Linked DNA regions of Mus musculus: regions 1 and 3 are each linked to region 2. The links are chromatin contacts, called in public promoter capture Hi-C maps. All regions are on one chromosome and are shown on one strand. The core of a region is the stretch at or near the end of the contact, and the rest is flanking DNA. Distances in the headings are between cores, read along the strand shown.

Region 1 (4,931 bases), core at 2,067-4,566, 200 kb after region 2:
ATTTTTTTAAATAATTATTTATGTATATGGGTACACTGTAGCTGTCTTCATACACTAGAAGAGGGCATCAGGATCCCATTACAGATGGTTGTGAGCCACCATCTGGATGCTGGAAATTGAGCTGAAGACCTATGGAAGAGCAGTCAGTGCTCTTAACCACTGAGCCATCTCTCTGGCCCCTGTCATTTGAGTTTTTAACTGCAAAAAAGTCTGGGTTAAGAAGTCAGATATGGGGCTGGTGAGATGGCTTAGTGGGTAAGAGCACCCGACTGCTCTTCCAAAGGTCCTAAGTTCAAATCCCAGCAACCATATGGTGGCTCACAACCACCCGTACTGAGATCTGATGCCCTCTTCTGGTGCATCTGAAGACAGCTACAGAGTACTTACATATAATAAATAAATAAATAAACAAATAAATAAACAAATAAATCTCAAATGACAGCATGCTGGGGGTTTAAAAAAAAAAAAAGAAGAAGAAGTCAGATATGTCAGCTGGTCAGTGGTGGCTGGCACACACCTTTAATCCCAGCACTCAGGAGGCAGAGGTAGGCAGATTTCTGGATTCCAGGCCAGCCTGGTCTACAGAGCAAGTTCCAGGACAGCTAGGGCTACACAGAGAAACCATGTCTCAAAAGACCAAAAACCCCAAAACCAAAACAAACAAAAACAAACCAAAACAAAAAAGAAGCCAGCTGTGTATATAGAGTATTATTACAGTTTTTGGTGATGAAGAAGGCTTGCTAAAGTCAGGCCTGGTAGCATGTGCCCGAAGCTCTAGCATTCAGGAGGCAGAGGCAGGAGGATTTGATTTTGAGGACAGCTCTCACAACAGTCAAATTCTGTATCAAAACAAAGGGCATGGTGACTTAGTGGCTCTGCTGGCAAGCATGACAACCCAAAGACCTTCATGGTAGCAAGAGAAATGTAAGTGGTCCTCTGGCTTCCACATGAGCATCAAGGGGTGTGCTTGCATAAGTGCACGTGCACGTGCTCACACACTCATACACACACACACACAGATACACACAAACAAATATAAATATGATCAAAAATAAATAAAAGAGGGCTGCTTCTGGAGCTCCAGCCCCAGGCTGGACTTCCCCTGAGGGCATGAGCCTACTGGGTGGGGCGTGCTCCATCAGGGCGCCTCTTTGTCCTCTAACAGGAAGTTTCTGCTTCCTATTACCCCAGCTGTTCGTCCCAGCTATGCCCACTGTAGCCAAGCCAGACTTTGGGTAGGCCTTTTTAGGAGCTTCAAAACTTTTCTTACGTTTTCCTCTTCTCTTTCATCTAGGGTGGTGGTACACAGCTTTAATCAGCACTTGCGAGACAGAGACAGGAGAATCTCTGAATTCAGGGCCAGCCTGCTCTACATACCATTCTAGGATAACACAGAGAGACCCCATCTCAAAAAACTAAATAACAGGGTCACTTTCCTCTTCACCCCCAAAGTCAAAACTTCTAAATATTAGAGGTGTGCTGAGACCTCAGACATCCCTGGAAGACCCTCAATCATCCTTGCATCAGGGGGTAGGGGTGGGGGTTGGGCAGGACCCTCATGCTAGTTGTGAAAAAGCTGCCCACAATGGGTTGCAACCTGACAGGTTACTTCGTTACTGATGTTTTTAGCCTCAGAGGAAAATTTAGAGATCAGAGAAAAGCTGTAGTCTTGACCAGGGACAGACTGGCTATCTAGAGAAATCAATTCTGAGTTAAAATACAACTTAGACAAAGAGGTCAGTTTCCTTGTCCTTTTGGTGTGGTTTGGGGACGCCCCGTAGCCCTGACTGACACTGAACTCACAGATCATCTTGCCTGTGCCTCCCTGAGTGCCTGGGTTAATTGCAGTGTCAGAATCCCTGGCCTTTTTGTTTTGAGAGAAAGGTTTATGTAGCACAGGCTGTCCTAGAACTCACTACATAACCCAGACCGACCTCAAACCATCTGTTCTCCTGGCTTCAGACTTCTCAGTGCTGTGAATAGGTACGCAATGCCTGCCTTCTCCTCCCCACTCCCTAGGGATATAAAATTATAAAAGATTCTCAAAATATACAAATGAAAATAATATGCATGAGTTGTGTGCGTGTCATTTTCATAGACCCTAAATACAAAAAGGAAGCCAGATGTGGTGGCCCAGACCTTTAATTCCAGCACGTGAGAGGCAGAGGCAGGCAGGTCTCTGAGTTATAGGCCAGTCTGGTCTACAGAGTGAGTTCCAGGACAGCCAGGACTACCCAGAGGAACCCCACCCCCACCCCCACCCCCACCCCGTTTGGGGGTGGGTGGAAAGAAAGTAATTTCCCACCATTTCCTATCTCTCACCATCTGAGGTGTTATTTTTGGATAGAAAACAAAAGCTGCCTGGTTCTGGTTTTAGTCAAGCGTGTCTTTCCTTGATCATTGGTCATTATTACGTCTTACCCCTTTCCACCCTCAACATTTATCTAGTCCACTCCCCTTAAGAATGGCTGTCCACTCTGCCATCAGCCTCTTATGAGGAAGCCATGAGAGGGTCGGAGTTGGGAGAGTGTAACCTTGCCTGAAAAAATCACACTTTTTGATCTCTAGCCACCTAAAATGCTCGCTAAAAGTTTCACTTCTCAACACCAGGGGGTGTCTCTTCCCGTGTCTCGCTCTATTGCCCTTAGGGTTGCCTTAGTCCAAAACCTTTCTCCGTGTTTTTATGTACACACTAAATCTTCCTCTTGTCCCTCTAGCGACAGGGATCAGCCTGTTATTTTCCTCGCTTCTTTTCATATAAGCACATAAACCTCGTATCCTCCCACTCCACCATCAGAGAATCATGGGGCTAGAAAGTGCTTTTTTTATTGCAGCTTATCTGTTTGTCTCTCAAGTCTCCGGACCAACTTGTCCTTTCCCTGCTTTATGCATTCGTTGGTCTTGCAGCTCCCACACTTCTTGCCTGCGCCTCCTTGCCTCTCAGAGCTATCTTTACACACGGGTCTCTGGACCTCCTACATATCCACCTTTCATCTTCCTCTTACGGTTGGCCCCCTGTCTTATCACTTCTGTGACATCTCTCACCGTCTCCCCCGCAGTCCTCACTCTAGGAACAGTATCACGATATTTCTGTAGAACAAGCCCTTTTCTTCCCAACGTTGATGGATACATTCCACAGTGCCCCTCCGCGCATTCCAACTGTAAACAAAGAGTTCCTTTTCACTCCCCCTCCCCCAGTCTAAACTCTTGAATTTTGTGGACGCAGCTGCCCAATCTGCCCCTTGACCTTTTACGTCCTGTCTGCAGCTCTCCACCTCGGAGGCAGCTTCCACAGTTCCCTGCTTGTGATGCCCAGGAAATCCTTGCGCGGACACCTCAACCCGGGGTGCACACCGCGCTCCGCCCTTCCCGGAAAGTAGATCCGGCCAGGCAGACAAAAGTTTGGAGAAGTTGGGTCCGTGCAAGTGAGAGCCAGGGGGGCGGGCCGGGCCGGCGGGCGGTGGCGCGAGCGGACGCGTGGACAGACCTGCGGAGGACAGCCGCTACCGTGGGCCCTGCCAGCCGCGCGCGGACCCTCTCGCTGGGGCATGCTTCGGGATCGCGGGCACCCGGCACCTGGGCCGCTCGCTGAGCCCCCGTGAGTGACTTGCATCCCAGGAATCCGAGCCCCGGGGAACTCGAGCCCGGCCTCTGGCCGAAACACTGCAGCGTGCCGGGCGAGGAGGGGGCTGCAGGCCCCAGATCCGTGGGCATGGAACGGTTAGGGGAGAAAGCCAGTCGTCTGCTAGAAAAGTTGAGACTCTCGGACTCCGGCAGCGCCAAGTTCGGCCGCAGAAAGGGCGAAGCGAGCCGGTCTGGGTCTGATGGGACCCCCGGAGCAGGCAAGGGACGCTTAAGCGGGTTGGGGGGACCTAGGAAGTCAGGACACCGTGGAGCGAATGGGGGGCCTGGAGATGAACCTTTGGAACCGGCCAGGGAGCAAGGGCCCCTGGACGCCGAGCGGAACGCACGCGGCTCCTTTGAAGCGCAGCGCTTCGAAGGGTCCTTTCCCGGGGGGCCGCCGCCCACTCGAGCCCTGCCTCTGCCTCTGTCGTCGCCTCCTGATTTTCGGCTGGAGACCACGGCTCCAGCCCTTAGCCCTCGCTCCAGCTTCGCCAGTAGCTCGGCCAGCGATGCGAGCAAGCCATCTAGCCCCCGGGGCAGCCTGCTGCTGGACGGAGCCGGGGCCAGCGGAGCCGGAGGTAGCCGGCCGTGCAGCAATCGGACCAGCGGCATCAGCATGGGCTACGACCAGCGCCACGGGAGCCCGCTGCCCGCGGGGCCGTGCCTATTCGGCCTCCCGCTGACCACTGCTCCTGCGGGCTACCCTGGAGGGGCTCCGTCCGCCTACCCGGAGCTCCACGCTGCCCTGGACCGACTATGTGCCCATCGGTCCGTGGGATTCGGCTGCCAGGAGAGCCGTCACTCGTACCCCCCGGCCCTGGGCAGCCCCGGAGCTCTAACCGGAGCCGTGGTGGGAACAGCGGGTCCTTTGGAGAGACGTGGGGCGCAACCCGGACGACACTCGGTTACAGGCTACGGGGACTGCGCCGCGGGGGCCCGTTACCAGGACGAGCTAACAGCATTGCTGCGTTTGACCGTGGCTACCGGTGGGCGAGAAGCGGGTGCTCGCGGGGAACCCTCGGGGATTGAGCCGTCGGGTCTGGAGGAGTCTCCTGGTCCCTTCGTTCCAGAGGCCTCCCGATCACGGATACGGGAGCCAGAGGCCAGAGAAGATTACTTTGGTAAGTAGGAAAGAAGAAGCTAGGGAACCGAGAGACCGGTCAATGTGTGCGGTTACCCATCGCCCCGACAGCACAAATTGCTGGGGCCGGGAGTTGCAGGTGGAGACCCCAGATTTTTCTAATATGGAAAAGGGCGGACCCTAGAGCACTTGCTCAGTCCAGCCAGGTTTCTAATGGAACCAGGCT
Region 2 (4,473 bases), core at 759-3,258:
GCATTTATGCCATGATAACGTCACCAGCCTAGAGACATAGTAAGAATGAAAGGCCCCTGTGAAGAGGGAGATCCATTTTCTAGATTTCATATCTCACCATCAATAAGCAGCTGCAAACCACTCATAAATCCCAAATACTAAAGAAACAAAAATATCAGTTTTTAACAAGCCTCCCTTTCCCGTTCGGTGCCACACTGAACCCACCCACCCCCAAATCTGTTTGGTTCGAGATTTATAGAACTTGTAATTGTCTTTATTTTCCAACTTCTCAGATCTGGAGGCTTGCACATTACTCTGTGTTTGCACACCTTTCTGGAGAGATTCCCAAATCCATCACACACTAAGCCTGCGCCATCTAAATGGAAACGACAAAGTATCACTGAAAGAACTCACATTTGAGAAGCAGAAAGGTTTTATCCCTTGATGTTGCGATCTGGGCAGAAGTCTTCAAATTGGATTTGCTTAATAATGAAACCATCAAATGTCCCCGTGTGCTTCCTAAGCTTGTTTAAAAAAAGACCAGAGACAATTCACTTTCCTCCATGTCCCCTCACTTCCTCCCTGGGAGTCTTGTGCTATCTAGCCCAACCTTGTCTGTTTTCTCTGTTGAAAATGATTTACACGATCCCCCACTCTCTTCTCTTTTTGCTGAGGCTTTCAATCTGCTGTATCTTAGAGCAGCAAAAGGAGAAGGAGTTGAGATCTCAACCTTTGAAACCTCTTGATACTTGCTGAGTAGGGTGAGCAAGGGGCAGGCGGGAAGGGAGACCGTTCATTGTCTGGACTTTACCCTATCCGGAAGAGCCGTTCTAGATAGCTTAGCCAACCCCATTCCTAAAGGGCTTAACTTTTTTATTTTCTTGAAAAGTCCAAGTTTTTTAGTGTTTTTCTTAAAAAAATGAGTGAAGCCAAATTTGCGTAATTAGTGGTCAGATTGGGGAATTTAGTTTGTCTTATTGAGACAGAATTTCACTTTGGACCTCTGGCTAGCCTTAAACTCAAGGAGATCTGCCTGCCTCTGCATCCCAAGTGCTCGGATTAAAGATGTGTGTGCCACCAGGCCCTTTGGAATTTTATTTTTTAGACTCATTTTAAAATCAAATCATTTTGTATAGACTATGTAAAAAAAAACTTTAGTTTTTCAGCATGGTCTATAATATTGTTTCATGGTTGTTTTGTTGTTGTTGTTTTCTTCAAAGCACTTTACAGTTAGAAATAGACACAGTTCTTGAGGTGGAGCAACTGTTTTGAATTACATTCTTCAAGGAAATGGGGGTGCAATGTTAATATTCTTAACCATTACCATTCTTAGCATCAACACGTCTGTTTCATGATCGGTGAGGGGCTCACGACCTCCTGTCTGAAGTTCAAATAATTTGTGATAAAATATTAGGGGTCATGGGGCAGGCCAGAATCCTCCTTATCCTGCTTCGGAAAAACGTTGCAACTACCCCATATTCTTCATAATTTTATTTAGCTTTCATGACAGTCCCTAAAAGAAACTCTTCAGCTTAAAGTTCTTCCACATTGCCCCCCCCCACACACACCAAAACCACCCCCTATTTCATGAAACAGCTTGATGGCAATATCTCTGCAGCTTTCTCGACCTTGTCCTCAAATGATCCACACCTAAACATCTTAGTACACTGGCCAGTGTGTTTCTGAAGGCATTAGAAGCCCGCAGAACCGTGTGCCCTTATAGAGTTCACAAATGCTGTGCGACCTGAGATGAAGCCTTGGCTAGTGACTTCCCCCTGCGGCCCACCCTTCCCTTGCTCCCACTATGAAAAGAAAAGAAAATGTTTTAAGCCCCTTCCTCCGTGATCTTTGGGGGTAGGGGGTACTAATAATTAAATAGAAGAAGAGGGAGGAGATGCGGCTTAAGGATGGAGGAGGTGGGGGGCGGAGCCTCGGTCCGCAAATAAACGCCGCAGCCGAAAGGGAAGCACATTCGCGAGCGCAGCAGCCACCCTGCCCTCACAGATGGAGCGATCTGCGGAGTGAGCACGGAGCTCGGAGCCGACAAGGGCGAGAAGGAAGGGGCGACCGCAGCAGGTGGAAACCTGATCCAGAGCCGGCGAGCAAGAAAGTACCTGAGCACGGCTCCTCCTCCGCTCCCTCAGCTAAGAAGAACTACTTTTACCCTCATCGTAGAAGAGACTTAAGGGAAGGTGGAGGCGATCTGTTTCATTAGGAGGGCTGCAGGGAAATCCTGACCAGAGCAAGCCGCCGCCCGGTACACCGAGCAGAGCGATCCTGGGCTTCTGAAGATAAACGCTTTCCGGAGAATTCCAGCTGGAGTCGCTGGTACAGTTCTATTTTTGTATTTATATATATATATATTCTTTGCCTTCCATTTAAAAACACGGCCCTTGTTTGTTAGGCAGTGACACGTGTGACTCTCATTTGCTGTCACTTTTAGAGGGTAGGAGCGCACTCTGTTTTCGGAAAAGGGCGTTCTAATTGGAAACTCTGTTTTTCCACATATCTATACGTTTACACGCACGAGCGTTTAGAAAAAGACTGCTCTTTTTCGCTTTGGGTGGTCGGAACCCTACGGAGAAAGATGGAAAAGGGAGCCCGCCAGCGAAACAACACCGCGAAGAACCACCCGGGTTCTGACACCAGCCCTGAGGCCGAGGCTAGCTCGGGAGGGGGCGGAGTAGCCCTGAAGAAAGAGATCGGATTGGTCAGCGCCTGTGGTATCATTGTAGGTGAGTCCAGGTCCTTTGCGGCCCCCGGCGCCATCCCACCCTCTCTCCGGGGGTCCTTCGAGGGACTTTAACCCCGCCAAAGCCTCAAAGGCAGCTTTGCTTTGTCTGTGACTTGTGTTGTCCAACTGCACCGGTCAAGTCGGAGCTATGGAAGTGATGTCTGTCATACATCGCTTCAGCCAAGCCAGGCTGAGCTGTTCTCTCCTTAGAATAGAACAAACAAGAGTCAGGAACCATACAGGCTCTGCGTCCCAAGTATTGCCTGGGAATTTATTAGAAGTGTAACAAATTCTTTCCGGCTTGTCACTAGGCAGTTCTGATCCAGGAGAGCCTAATTCGGGCTGACACATGGATTTTTAACTAGCTTCTGTGCAGCCACCCTCTGCAGGCTGTGAATCTGTGTTTGAAGCATATTTAGTATTATGTTGTCTTATGTTATGAAGCACTGTGGTGTGTAATGCCTCGAATAGTAAAAAAACAGTAATAAAAATGCTTTATAATCATGGTTCTTCATAGGCTGGCCCATCCTATGAAGCACTTGTGAAACAGATGTGACAGCCGAGCTGTCTCAGATGAGGAAAATATGGAAGGGAGAACCAGCTGACTTGACTGTGTTCTTGAAATGGAGTTTTCCAGGTTTTTTTGTTTTTGTTTTTTTGTTTTTTGTTTTTTTCTGGTTACCTAGTTGGGGGCGCCTGTCTGTTAACACCCACAGAAGACCCTGTGAGGTTCTTAGCGGGAACTGGGAGGTGGTAGATTGTGGGGTACAGGAGGAATTCATGGGTGAAATGTGTGCTCTGGCTTGGAAGCTCTTTAGGAGAGGAGCTGGGTGATCCAGAGAGAACCAGTATAGGTCTCGCTTCCCAAGAGCACATGTGCAAGGCTCGGGCTTCCAGAGACAACTCCCTTGCCTACGTAGGACACTCTTGTCTTTGCAAGGAAGCCCTGCAAATGGGTGCTGGGCTGTGGCTCATCACTGCCCTCTCTCCCAAAGGGGGCTTTGGTCTGCTATCTTTGGTGGAGGGCTTTGTCCCAGGGAAAGTACGACAAGACTCTCAGTCTCAGACGCGTCTCCGTGTTCTCTCTCTCCGGAGTTCCTTGGTGAAGGTATACTGTTTCTTGCTGCCCATAAACTAGTTTCTGTTGGTGTAACAGTGTTCCGTGAACAGCTCAGGGACATTTGGCACCAGAGAAAGAGTGACACTGGAGAACATCCTTGAAGTCAAATAAAATCAGTACAGCATTCAGATAATCCTCTTCACCTCTCCACCCCGACTTCAGTGACCATGTTCTTTCCAACCCCTTTTCAAAATGGAATGTTATCTAATTACTCCAAATCCTTACAGTTATAAAGAAACAATGCTCTGAGGGAACAGATCTACAAAACAGCCGTCATGATCTGAAGCTCGCATTATCTGGTCTTATCATATTTTTTAATTCAACACAACCTGTAGAACACATGCCAATTTAAGATCTATAAATAAACCAGAGCCTGTTATGTCTTTCATCAATTTGACTGATAGAGTTAGCATCCACCCACCCTACCTTGAAGAAGTATCTGATTCATACACAGATGTGCACACGCGTGCACACACACACAAACATACTCACATACATATACATACATATACTCACACACATATACAAACTCATACATATGTATATAGACACATACACACATACTCATACACATACATACTCATACATACATACACACACACTCACAATACACACATACACACATATACACACACACTCT
Region 3 (4,444 bases), core at 1,558-4,057, 230 kb after region 2:
GGCTGTCCTGGAACTCACTATGTAGACTACTCTAGTCTTGAAATCACAGAGGTTTGCTTGTCTCCAGAGTGCTGGGATTAAAGTCATGTACCTCTGCTGCATTTCTGGTTGCTAGAATGACCTACACTCTCTGTACTAGAGAGCATTAACTCTCTTGTCTCAAAGAGAGCTCACCTAATGAATTCTCCCCTTCCCTCTACTTTTAGCCGGCTCCGCGCCCTGGTACCTCCAATGCAGCCGGACCTCCTGTTTCTGTTTCATTTTTCTGGACTCTCATTCAAAGTGGTTTTTTTTAAAATGTCTTTTTATCGGGCATAGTGAAAATAAGACTTCAGCCTTTCCTATTTATTTCTGCAGAGAAATGCCTGTCCCCTCTTTAAGTTTCTTTGGTATTTATAATCTAGACTGCCTTTTCGGCACCTATTTACTGCCTTGGGTTATTTTCTTCTCATGTGTGTCTCCTCAACAGAGTGTGAATTTCCTCGGGATAGGAATTAGGTCACATTCATCTCTGTGTCTCCCCAGGCACTTAATAAAACACCTCACTTTCATAGTCTTTCCAAGGCGCTTTCTCAGCCGTTATCTCATTTGATCGTTATGCCAATGCTAAGAGATTGGAGTAACAAGAAATATGTTGTCTCCCCCCCCACACCTCCCACAGGAAGGAGAGCTGTAGCCCAAGGTCTCATGGCTTGGAAGGGACAAAGAGGGAAGAGATAATTGCACACGGAGCTCTGTCCGCAAGGTGTCTGTCCACTGCTATCTTCCCCATCTTCCTCTGGAAGGCAGCCTTCTGAGCCTTCCCTGCTCAGGGCCTCGCGTGCTTTCGAGCCTCTTAGCCAGAGCTTTGTAGTTCAGTATTTAAGAACCTGAAGACTTGGGAGATGAAATTTCAGTAAATCTCTGATCAGCTGAAAATCACCAAAGCATGCTTGCTATTTTGTTCTGAGCACGGTTCGTGCGTAAGCCTGGCATTTAATGAGGCTGCATTGAAGAATTGAGGAAGCATAAGTGATTTTTAAAAGCTTTGAAAAGTGACTGCACTCTAGCATTAAACATGGAACATGGCAGCTGATGCCCTGACCAAGGGCATAAAAGCTTTCTGCCCTAGAATCATTTCTCTGTGTATTCAAATACAAGTCTCCTCCTCCTCCTTCCTTTTCTTTTTTCTTTCTTTCTTTCTTTTTTTTTTTCTTTCTCTCTTCTCCTTCTCCTTCTTCTCCTCCTCCTCCTCTTCCTCCTTTCTCTTCTCTTCTCTCTCTCTCTCTCTCTCTCTCTCTCTCTCTCTCTCTCTCTCTCTCTCACTGATCTTTCTATACAACCCTGGCCTTCCTGGAACACTCTGTGTAGATCAGGCTGTCCTCATCTGCTTACCCCCTACCTCCCAATCACTGGGGTTAAAGGCATGAGCCACTACCCTTGGCCCTAGAATGTTCTAAAGCTGTGACCCTTTAATACAGATTCTCATGTTGTGGTGACCCCCAACCATAAATGATTTCCATTACTTACTTCATAACTGTAATTTTGCTGTTACGAATTGTAAACACCTGTGTTCTCCAGTGGCCTTAGGTGACCCCTGTAGGGTCGTTCAACCAACCAAAGGGGTCTCGACCACAGGTTGAGAACTGCTGTTCTAAGGAAAAGCCAAACAGCTCCATTTCCTAGCACTTTTGCTCCATCCTATCAGTTTGTTCTCTGATGCAAGCGATCTAATCACTGGGCTAGGGAGATGGCTCAACCATCCCTCTTCAAGTAAACCTGGGTTGGATTCTCCACACTTATATGGTGGTAACTGTAACCGGTTCCAGAGGATCCCACAGCAGTAAGCATACAAGTGGTTCACAGACATATGTGCCAGTCAAACACCCACACACGTAAACAACAGTAAAATAAATAAAAACGTATAAAGAGCTCTAATAACCTTGAAGCAGTTTATTTAAGACTTTTATTTTTTTAGATGGGCAACTTCAGCATAGTGCCCGGGCCTAGCTTTGAACTCTCGATCTTCCTAACTCAACCTCCTGAGTAGGTGTGGTGAAGGATTAACAGTACAGCTAAACATCTTATTTTCCAAAAGAAGTCACTTCCTGATTGGGTACCCTTAGTTTTACAAAACCAGTGTAGGCATAAGTAGGAGTGAAGGAAGGATGATGGGAAATAAGGGATGTGGGAATGGGGCAGGGCAGTTAACGCGGCTCAATGGGTAAAGGAGCTTGCTACCAAGCCTATGATGTCTCACTCCCAGAATGTCTTCTGACCTCCACAGCACACGTAGGACACACAGTAAATAAAACGTGACTTTAAAAAAAAACAGAGGGAGCGCGGAGGAGGCGAGGTAGGTTAAGAAATTCAAGAGGTGAGGCTGGAGCAACGTAGTAAAAGGATCTGAGTTCAAGTCCCAGAACCCAAAATCTGGCAGCTCACAAGCACCTGTAACATCGGCTCAAAGGGCTCTGGCTCCCTCTTCCGGCCTCCGTGGACACCGCCCACATATGGCGCATGCGCTCGCCCACATCGATAAATAAAAACAAACCAGTGGGGGTGTAGTGGCGTGCACCTTTCCTCTCATCAATCGGGAGGCCGAGACAGGACGATCTCTGATACCAACAACACATTGGCTCGACCTCCGAGCACCACAGTGGCAGGCCTAAGCTTCCGAGCTGGGCCGCCACCTCTATATAACCTTCCGTGCCTAGTCTTCCCCTTTGTTAAATGGGTGAAGTTCCGACTTCCAGGATCCGAGCCGCTACCGCGACAGTTGCGCTGAGCGCGCGCTCCCGGGGCGGGGCTGCGCCAGGCGGGAACGGAGGCCCCGCCCCGTCCTGTGCCCGGCTGATTTAAGACCCAGTTGTTTCTACGCTGGCGGCAGCGCCTTTCCCGGGCAGGCCCCGGCCTTAGCGCTCCGGCGGCGAGCCGTGCAGGTTAGCGCTCGACGACCGCGAGCTTGCGGCGAGGCCGCGCTCGCCCTTTAGGACTCCTTGGCGACCCAGACGGTAGGTCGGCGCCGGAGAGCGCGTCTGCATCTTGATTATCTCCGGCCTTGTAAGGGTCACCTCTTGTGAAAACAGTCAGGACGATCAATCTGCGTCCAGCACAGCGTGCAGGGGAACGGCTGGAGGGCTCGAAGCACGCCTGCGTCAGAGTTCGGCGCTCTGCGCTCCTGCGCGTGGGACCCCGGCTGCCTGCGCAGGGTGGGGGTGAAGCCTAAGGTCACGTCCTGTGGGCGGCTCCGCTGAGGACCCCTGGGCGGTTGAAACCCTCGTGGCTGGGTGCCTAACTGGCCTGCAAAACTTTATTTGTAGGTGTAGTTCAACAACATTCTGAGTTGGTAAAACGGAACTTACTGGTAAAACATAACTAAATAGCTTTTGTTGACAAGTCGATTGTTATTAATTCTTGATGCTTCATGCAAGGCAAGAACCGTTATCGCGGCTTTGCAGGTGGAACACTGTTGGCACCTGAAAAAGGAGCATTTCACATAAACTCACACAGAAAACATGGGGGGCGGGGCGGAGCCACAAATTAATGTCTCGAATTGCGCCTCCTCAGCTGATTCCTCTAGACCACGCTACAAAACAAACGGCTAGTTGCTTTCATGTGACTCATAAAAGGAGCGAATAAACCAATGTTCTGTGGACGTGAAGCGTTAAGTACTAATAAGCTTCAGACTCGGGGCTGCCTCGGGCTCAGCTGCCATTTGGAGGAGTGGGTAAAGCAATAAGGGAAAGAATGGGCAGGCAATGTTTGTGTTGCTGTTGAGTTTCTCATTGCTCTCTGTTGATGACATTCTTTTCAAGGTGCTCCAGGTTCTGGCAAAACACCTATCTGTATAGCTATGTCCCCACACTAACCACTGCAGTGCATTGTTACTGGAAAAGCTGTTGTAGTTCAAGTGTCTGTCGCTCTTGCTCCCAGACAGATAGCTCTTTCATGAGATGACACTGACAGAGAAGCACCAGAAAGAAACTGTGATATTCCACAGTTGAGCTATAAAGGGGGCAAAAGGTATACTGGGACCCACACCCCTTAGTTTACTGGGAACACGACAGACAGCAACAGTTTGTAGCTCCAGCAAAATGGTAACGGTAGGAAGACGCCTTCCATTAGAACTTAGTGGATTTGGGTGGTGTACTGGCTGGTTTTGTGTCAACCTGACAGCTGGAGTTATCACAGAGAAAGGAGCTTCAGTTGAGGAAATGCCTCTATGAGATCCAACTGCAAGGCATTTTCTCAATTAGTGATCAAGGGGGAAAGGCCCCTTGTGGGTGGGACCATCTCTGGGCTGGTAATCTTGATTCTATAAGAGAGCAGGCTGAGCAAGCCAGGGAAAGCAAGCCAGTAAAGAACATCCCTCCATGGCCTCTGCATCAGCTTTCTGACCTGCTTGAGTTCCAGTCCTGACTTCCTTTAGTGATGAACAGCAGTTTGGAAGTGTAAGCTGAAT

Evidence for each region. Capture Hi-C pulls out chosen DNA fragments and counts their contacts.
Region 1: a contact with region 2 is called in a promoter capture Hi-C map of pancreatic islet. The contact joins the promoter of Ajuba here to the promoter of Slc7a8 in region 2. A contact is called at or near these places in 2 of 39 promoter capture datasets (liver and pre-B cells), 2 of 484 Hi-C or Micro-C datasets (erythroblasts and myocytes), 2 of 115 datasets of contacts at active chromatin or transcription factors (both in embryonic stem cells) and 2 of 9 other capture datasets (adipose tissue and pancreatic islet).
Region 3: a contact with region 2 is called in a promoter capture Hi-C map of liver. The contact joins the promoter of Haus4 here to the promoter of Slc7a8 in region 2. A contact is called at or near these places in 2 of 39 promoter capture datasets (the HPC-7 cell line and pre-B cells) and 3 of 9 other capture datasets (adipose tissue, liver and pancreatic islet).

Annotation. Positions count from the first base shown.
Region 1 is chr14:54,576,046-54,580,976 of GRCm38.p6, reverse strand. It overlaps Ajuba (ajuba LIM protein), which reads left to right and starts at 3,316. Exons shown (of 8, transcript NM_010590.5): 1 at 3,316-4,745. The coding sequence starts at 3,713.
Region 2 is chr14:54,779,421-54,783,893 of GRCm38.p6, reverse strand. It overlaps Slc7a8 (solute carrier family 7 (cationic amino acid transporter, y+ system), member 8), which reads left to right and starts at 2,008. Exons shown (of 11, transcript NM_016972.2): 1 at 2,008-2,714. The coding sequence starts at 2,567. It also overlaps a transcript of Rnf212b not described here.
Region 3 is chr14:54,552,724-54,557,167 of GRCm38.p6, reverse strand. It overlaps Haus4 (HAUS augmin-like complex, subunit 4), which reads left to right and starts at 2,807. Exons shown (of 10, transcript NM_145462.2): 1 at 2,807-2,993.